Linked DNA regions of Gossypium arboreum: region 2 is linked to region 1. Evidence: chromatin contacts called from public Hi-C data. All regions are on one chromosome and are shown on one strand. Each heading gives the region's core, a stretch centred on a gene start, on an enhancer-like site or on the middle of the called end of the contact. The rest is flanking DNA. Distances are from core to core; before and after follow the strand shown. Region 1 holds the start of LOC108456763. Region 2 holds the start of LOC108457503 (serine/threonine-protein kinase EDR1-like).

What was found. Hi-C and Micro-C count contacts between places; a contact is called where the count stands out from the background.
Region 2: a contact with region 1 is called in a Hi-C map of leaf, with 3 times the contacts expected there. The contact joins the promoter of LOC108457503 here to the promoter of LOC108456763 in region 1. A contact is called at or near these places in 2 of 5 Hi-C or Micro-C datasets (both in leaf).

What each region holds. Positions count from the first base shown.
Region 1 is chr9:60,804,264-60,808,041 of ASM2569848v2, reverse strand. LOC108456763 reads left to right here and starts at 2,171. Exons shown (of 25, transcript XM_017755417.2): 1 at 2,171-2,746; 2 at 2,984-3,062; 3 at 3,390-3,738. The coding sequence starts at 3,395.
Region 2 is chr9:61,103,283-61,107,060 of ASM2569848v2, reverse strand. LOC108457503 (serine/threonine-protein kinase EDR1-like) reads right to left here and starts at 1,702. Exons shown (of 13, transcript XM_017756619.2): 1 at 977-1,702; 2 at 469-874; 3 at 1-374. The coding sequence starts at 1,404.

The sequences.
Region 1 (3,778 bases), core at 922-3,421:
AAGTAAGCCAGTTATAGTGGAAGAGGACGCCTACGACCACCAGCTCCAAAGATTAGACTTACGATTTTTAGGGAACCTGACTCTAGCCAGTAATCTATGCTAGATCAACGCTTCTTAATGGCGAATCCCACGCCATTTTGTCTCTTTGGCTCGCCAACCTCTGACGCAGTAAGTTAACGAACCGACTATCCAATCCTTCCAAAACATACAAAGCGGCCGCCTTTGCATATGCTGAAAAGCTTACTTCTTAAGGGCCATGGACGGAAGCGTCAGCCCGTAGTGCGGAGAAACGATGAATACTTGACGAGAAGGCTAAGTACGGATTCTAGGCCTCAAGAACCCTTTTTGGAGAATATTGACAACTTTCGGCTAGATAGATTTTAGTGGCTCATAATAATGGTGGAAAAGAAAATAAATATAAAAATGGAAAAATGAATTTTATTGAAAGAAAATATGAAGAAACAAAAGCCTAGACTTTCAGGGGGAGAGAAAGATGAATACAAATAGAGTCACTTCACCCCCTATTTATAGTGCTAGGAAGATAGTCTAATTGAACTTAAATTCTAAAAAGATAAATACATTTAATTAAAGATAAATAAAGATAATTGAAATAAAATCCTAAATTTGAATAATCATAATAATTATCTTAATATTTAATTATCCTAATATAAATAAAATGGAGTCTTATAAAATAAAATCTCGTCTTTTTACGTTTTTAGTCCTTGTGTCTCCCATGCTTGCACTTTTGGCACAATCTTTTCCTTGTGTCGCATATCAGCCCAATGTGTCTCCAAATTCGCACTTTTGTCCCTTAATTTTGCTTTTGCCTCCAAATCAGTCCCTAAAAGATAAAAAGACATAAATAGCTTAAATTAGTAAGATCGAGCTCAAAATAAACACATGATTAATACATAAAAATACGTTATTCTAGAGCATTATCAGAAACTTAACCTCTTACAAGAGGCGTTTTCATCCCATGTTAGTTCAAGATTTTCAACTTCTCCCCCGTGCCACATCAATATAACCGTTTTTGACCTTTTTTTTTTAATTTAAAATTTTTAACCTTTGGATTCCAACTAAAGCATCATATTTAATATTTAAAATTTGTTGAAAAAATATATTTACTTGCTTATATAATCTTAATTCAATCATTTATTTTTATTTTTTGTTTTATAAAGTATTTTTAGTGAAAATAATGAAAATAAATTTTTATTTTCTAAATTTTACATATTTTATTTTTCAAAAATCATTTTAAAATTTTCAATCGAACATGTTGTCTTTTATATTTTCATTTTTGAATATTGTAAATAATTGAATTAATTTGAATTAAAATTTATAAGCTTAATCGTTTTTTCCGAAATCAACTTAAATATGTTGGATTTATTTTAATTTAAGAAAAAAGAATGTCTCCTTTTCTTATACTAATAAAAATAATATATATTATATCATAAAAGTTAATAATTAAAAATAACATCTAATTTAGAATTCAAATCCTAATAGCTTTAGTAAATTTTTATGCTAGAAGTTTGCAGTTTAAATTTTCTAAATAAAATTATATCAACCTTGAATTTGATATATTCAAATGATTTGTTGGAATAAATATTCATCAACTTCAGTATATCAATGTGTAATTTGATCATAAATTTTAATTTGGTATAATTATATCTATTAAACTTAAATTAGAGTTTGTATGTATATATAAAACTTTAATTTTGATTTAATTGTACACATTTAAAAAATAAATAGGTACATTTATTTTCATACTAGATTCATTTATTATTTGTATGTACAATATATCAACGTAAAATGATGCTAATTCAATAACGGTGTTAGTGATTTGTGAAAACTGAATCAAATCAAAATTTCATGTAAATAATAGTACAAAATCAAAGTTCATATATGATATTACACATTGAATTAAAGTTCATTTATAATTTTAATATTTATCCCTTTAAAAATTAATAAAAAATTAAATTAAAAAATAAAAATAGTTATGCTGATGTGGCAAGAAAGAGAAACTGAAAACGCCAACATTTCCAACAATAGGCATTTTCAGCTATTTTCTTCAAAATCAATCTATTTCCCTAAATTAGAAAAAAATCAGCCTAATTTGCTAACTTCGTTTTAAAAATGGTACATATGGCTAATTTTCCCAAAATTCTACAGGTAAAAGGAGCTGCAATTAAGACAAAAACCAAAGCCAATAGGGTCCCACTGATTTGTGGGCTTGTCATCTTTTAAGTACAAACAAGCGCACCTCAAATAGCCAGAAAAACCAAAAACCCAGCCCAGCGGAGCCCATAAACGGCGCCGCTTTCTCAGAGATATCGTCAAAACACGCGCTACCTTTCACGCGCGTAAGTGAGCATCGTAAAAGATATAAAAACGCTGCGTTGAATCCTCGGTTCTCTCATCTTCTTTGTTTTCTCTTCCTCCTTTTATCTCGAGAAATCCCTTCGTTTATTTTTTCTCTCTCTTAAACCCCCAAACAGAAAAACACAAACACACAGAAGCTACCTCCCTAGAATTTTCAAAATAAATATTCGTCATTTCGCGCGTGTCCGTCACTCGCTATCTTCCTTTCGAAATTTTCTCCATTGTTATTGAAATTAAAATTTTAGCTATTATTTTTTCTTCAGTCGATCCCCATTCCCACTTTAAATCCTTCCTTTTAAGTTGAAGAAGATAACACTGAAACCTCCAAAACGCATCGTTTTGCTCCTGAAAAGAATCTTATGCATTGAAGGTAATCTTTCTTATATACCACTTCTTGTTTTTCTATATTTTTTCCTTGTTATTTTTTTTCAAAATTCAATTTATTTTAGTTATTTTGGCTGCAAGTTCTTTGTGCGTGCATCGCACTGAATGTCGAATTTGGTAGTTTTTTTTGGTTTTCTTTTTTAGTTAAGAATTTATTGTTATTGATTGTTAGCAGTGGAAATCTTTTGAATTTAGGGTTTTTGATCTGTTCTTGTTGTTGCAGGCCTTTGCATTGTGGATTTCCAAATGCGCGGTAGAGATTTTCGTGTTTCCGGTGACTGCCCATCCGGTTAATCCACCTGGTACGCTCTGAAGGTATTTTTGCGAATTTTAAATGTTTATGCTTTGATATTGAACGAATTTGAAGTGAATACCTAAATTGAGGTATCTATTGAGAGAAGCTGAAAGTCACTTTGATGTTATATTTTGTATATGTTCAACTTGGGGTTTGGAGGGTTTTCGTGTTTGTGCTGAGATCTTAGGTTTTCCCTCTTCTAGATTTTTTACAGTAGTTTTGCGTTGGACTGAAAGGATGGTTTGGTTATAAATGTCATTGCAGTTTTGTTTTTGATGTATTGTTTCCATGTGTGAATAAGGTCGAACTTATCGCATGTGTGAATAATGTGCAGGTTATATGGCTCTCCAGAAATATGTTCCCTCCAGTGATTCTCCTTCTGTTAGGATGAAGCCATTGAGTTTTTCCACTAAGGTGCGAGCTCAACTTGCAGATGGAGAGACAGATGATTCTAAGAAGCATAACGTAGATGTTGATCTCAGGGAAGTTTACTTTTTGATTATGCATTTCCTTTCAACTGGTCCTTGTAAAAGAACATGTGGACAGTTTTGGAATGAATTGCTTGAAAATCAACTTCTACCTAGAAGGTATCATGCTTGGTATTCAAGGAAAGGGGAAGATAGTGGTCATGAAAATGATGATGGCTTGTCATTCCCTTTAAGTTATGCTCAGTTGGTGGAGAGGTATGATATTAGCTTTTAGTTTTGTTTAACGTGATCATAA
Region 2 (3,778 bases), core at 453-2,952, 300 kb before region 1:
CAAACAAAACGTGCAGTCCTTGCCTCCAATCCTTCTCGATCATTCCCTTTCCAAGGCCATGATAACCCTTTCCTATTCATTAATGTCATAATCTTTTGGATTGCAGGCTTTCCTTCACTCTCATCACCAGAATCTCTCGAGGTTTTAACTGCAGGCTTCTCCTCAAAAGGAGAAAATACACCAAAGGCAGATGGGTGTACATCTCCCCTCGGTGTACTGGCTGCACTCGAAGTTGCATCTTCTTTATGATCGAAATGTACAGCATCGGACAAAACATGATCAGAATGATGACTATCTCCACTTCCCCCTTCCGGATCAATGCAATTCTCTCCGGTCCTAATTCTGGACTTCACTTTGTTGCTCACCTTGGACGCCTGCATTAGTAACTCTTTCACAATCAACCCAAGACAAACTACAATAACAATAAAAAACCAACCAGAAACTACATGAAAATTAAGGAACCAATACCAAATTCGTTATCTTCAACGCAATTGCAGCTTGCAAAGGTTGCTGAGGATCAAGACCGAGTTTAGCTGAAACAGCATTTTTGGACCGGCTGAAGGTTGAATCTCCTTCAGGTTGCTTTTCAGCCGAAAATGCAACTTGAAACGGCCGAGAATCACTGGATACACAAATAATTCCAACCAAAGAACCATCATCATCATAAAAAGGAGTATCAGCTACAAGAGCTGATAACCTCTCCCCCATTTTATTCTTAACAGGAAATTGCCCAGTCCAACTCTCACCCATCATAACACGATGAACTATATTATTCGCCACCGCAAAGTCCCTGGGATCGACAAGAAGTTCAAAGGCATCTTGCCCTAAAGCCTCCGCCGCTGAATAACCATAAAGGTTTTCCGCAGTTCGGTTCCTGCAAAAAATGCCCAATTCAATAAGAATGCTACTTACATTTACTAATAACAAAGGTTAATCACTGACTAGAACATTAAAGGCATGAAAGTAACCCTCTTACCAATAAATTATACGGCCATTAAGGTCAAATATATGAACAGATTGTCCCATAGACTGCAAAATATTTAAATACTGACTGTTGGTGAAATTAACGGCAGCCGGACCAGTATTCCGGCTTTCTCCATCACCTCCGCCGCCGCCATTTCCGGTATCACACCTTCTGCTCTCTCTTTGCAACGGCGACGAATGCCGAAACGAGCAAGAACTTTTCTTCAAAGCAGCAGCCGACGTAGCCGCCGCCGCAGCCGAATTCCCCGGGCAGCGGCGGCGTTGAGGGGAAGTAGAGTGGGATCTTTGACTAATGTGGTCGGGCTTTGACTGACCGGCGCCGGATTGTTTTAATCTAGACATTTCTTGCTGGAGATGCTCATGTCCTGCCTCCAGTTCTTGGATCTTCCTCAAAAGCTCATCCGCTGTAGGTGTTTCCATTTTTGCTACTTTTTTTCTTCTTTTTTTTTTTTTTTGGGTACACTTCACCAAATCAAAAAGTCAAACCATAGGAAGGGGCTTCAAAGTTCAAAGCTTTGATAAGATACAAAAATCTCACTTTCTGTAGAAATAAACAGTCCTCTTTCTCTTTTAAGAGAGGTCTAAGACTCAAAGACTTCAACTATTTCTCTTTTCCTTTTTTCTATTTATCTTTTCTTTTTTTCTTGCCTTTTTCTTTGTTTTGGGACAGTTTCTTTCTGGTTTTTTGTTTTTTTTTTTTTCCTTTTTCGGGTTAATTCCTTATGGTGTTCTCGCATTATATTCTAAATTTTAAATAGGTTTCTAAATTTTAAAATACTTCAATTGAATCCAATTATTAATATTGTATCAATTAAGTGTTTCATCAATTAGGTTTTTAATCATAAAATGTAAACTTCTAATCTAACATGAAAGTCAATTTAAATATGTATAGTATATTTTAAAAATACATATATACTTTTTTATGTTGAGCTTTGAGACGATATTGTTAGAAATGATAGCTTTGAATCCCGAACTTAAATTGTAAAATAAACATGAACAACACTAAAAGATAAAAAAATATGAAAACAAAAGTGAAAAAAAATGTTTACATGTATAAATGATCTTCATGTTAGATACAAGTTGATATTTAACATTCAATTTAATGGTTAAACTAGTGATCTGACTTAATCGATATGATACATTTGGTTTTTGGATTTTCAGCTGATTAGGTTGATTTTTCAAACTTATCCAACAACATTCGATTTTAATCGAATTGACTAACCAACTTAAGCTTAAACCAAGATTATAAACGATTTAATCAGTAAAACCTTAATAGACACCAACTTAACTGAATGATTGGTTAAACCGATTTCAACTCGCCCTTAGATGATACTTCAAAAATCAGGACCAAATTAAAATCAGGTCTATAATACCCGGAGGTGTCTTGAAATTAGACCCTTTTTCTCATCGTGAATACCAGATGCTTTAAATACACTAAGGAGTGTCTTATCAGAGAAAAAAAAAATAGACTAAGGAGTAGGGTAGCATCCCCACGAGCTAAAATTCACGTGATTGAATTCATCCAATTAAGTGATAGAATTTCAGGTGAATGTCCAATGACTGTAGCGCGTTATCACAAACGCTAACGTCAAGGTTCCTCCTTCGATATGATGTTCCGGGTTTCACTTTTTCGCTAAGGGTAGGGTTTGAGAGGTATTAATTGGACCGACTTTATTTATTACTTAAAAAAAAATTAAAACCATCTTCTTCTTCTTTTTTTCCGTTTAACCAACAATCAAATGTTCTAGTTTTGTGGCTTTTTATGGCAAGTAATTTTCTTTCATTATTTGGTCCAAGCTACAAGTTTCCCTTTCAAAGTATAATAAAAGGGATAAAAAAAATATTTAATTTTCAATTCAATAATTTCTCCTAATTTGGTTTTTGCTTCACATTAGTTTTTGAAGTCTCCGTATTCTCTTAAAAGCGTTAAGTCATCATTTACATTTTATAAACAATTCAATTATATATAATAAAATATTAAAATTTATTTAAAAGCTATAATAATTCTTAAAACTATCTTTTTAAATAAATAAATAAATAACCTTAAAAGTAGATGTCTAGAATAATCTGAATAAATGGAGGTTTGAGTTTTTTATCGAAGTTCATTCTACATGTATTTTTAAATAATTTTATATTTTTTATAATTTCAAAATAATAATTTTAAATGAATTCTCAATTTATATAATTTTTAAATTGAACTATATTTCAACCACATGTCCGTTGAACAACTTTAGTGGTATTCCTTTTGTCAAGCGATCAACTATATTTAACTTTGTACTTATGTGTTTTATGAGCAATTTCATGATTTAATGTGTTCCCTAATTACTAAGTATTTAACGTTAATGTGTTTACTTTAACACATTCCTGCCATATTGTCCTAATATATCCATATGGGTCTAGAGATATGTTGAACACTCCAAAACTCGCAATAAAACTTCCTAACCAAATATCCTGCAAGGTAGCTTCAAAACATGAAACAAGCTTAGCCTCTATAGTAGAGGTTGCTGCTAGTGTCTATTCAACAATTCTCCAAGACATGACTCCACTGGCCAACTTAAAAACATATGTAGATGTTGATTTCCAATAATCAGCACAACAAACAAAATCTAAATCTGAATATCTGACAACTTTTAAAATTTTAGATTACCTATAAGTAAGCATGTGAATTTTAGTTCCTTGAAGATATCTCATCATGTTCTTTGCAACTTTCTAGTGGTCTATCCTAGGATTGCTTTCATATTTTCTCAACATTCCCATTACAAATGCAATGTTAGGTTTGGTATGGACTTGAGCA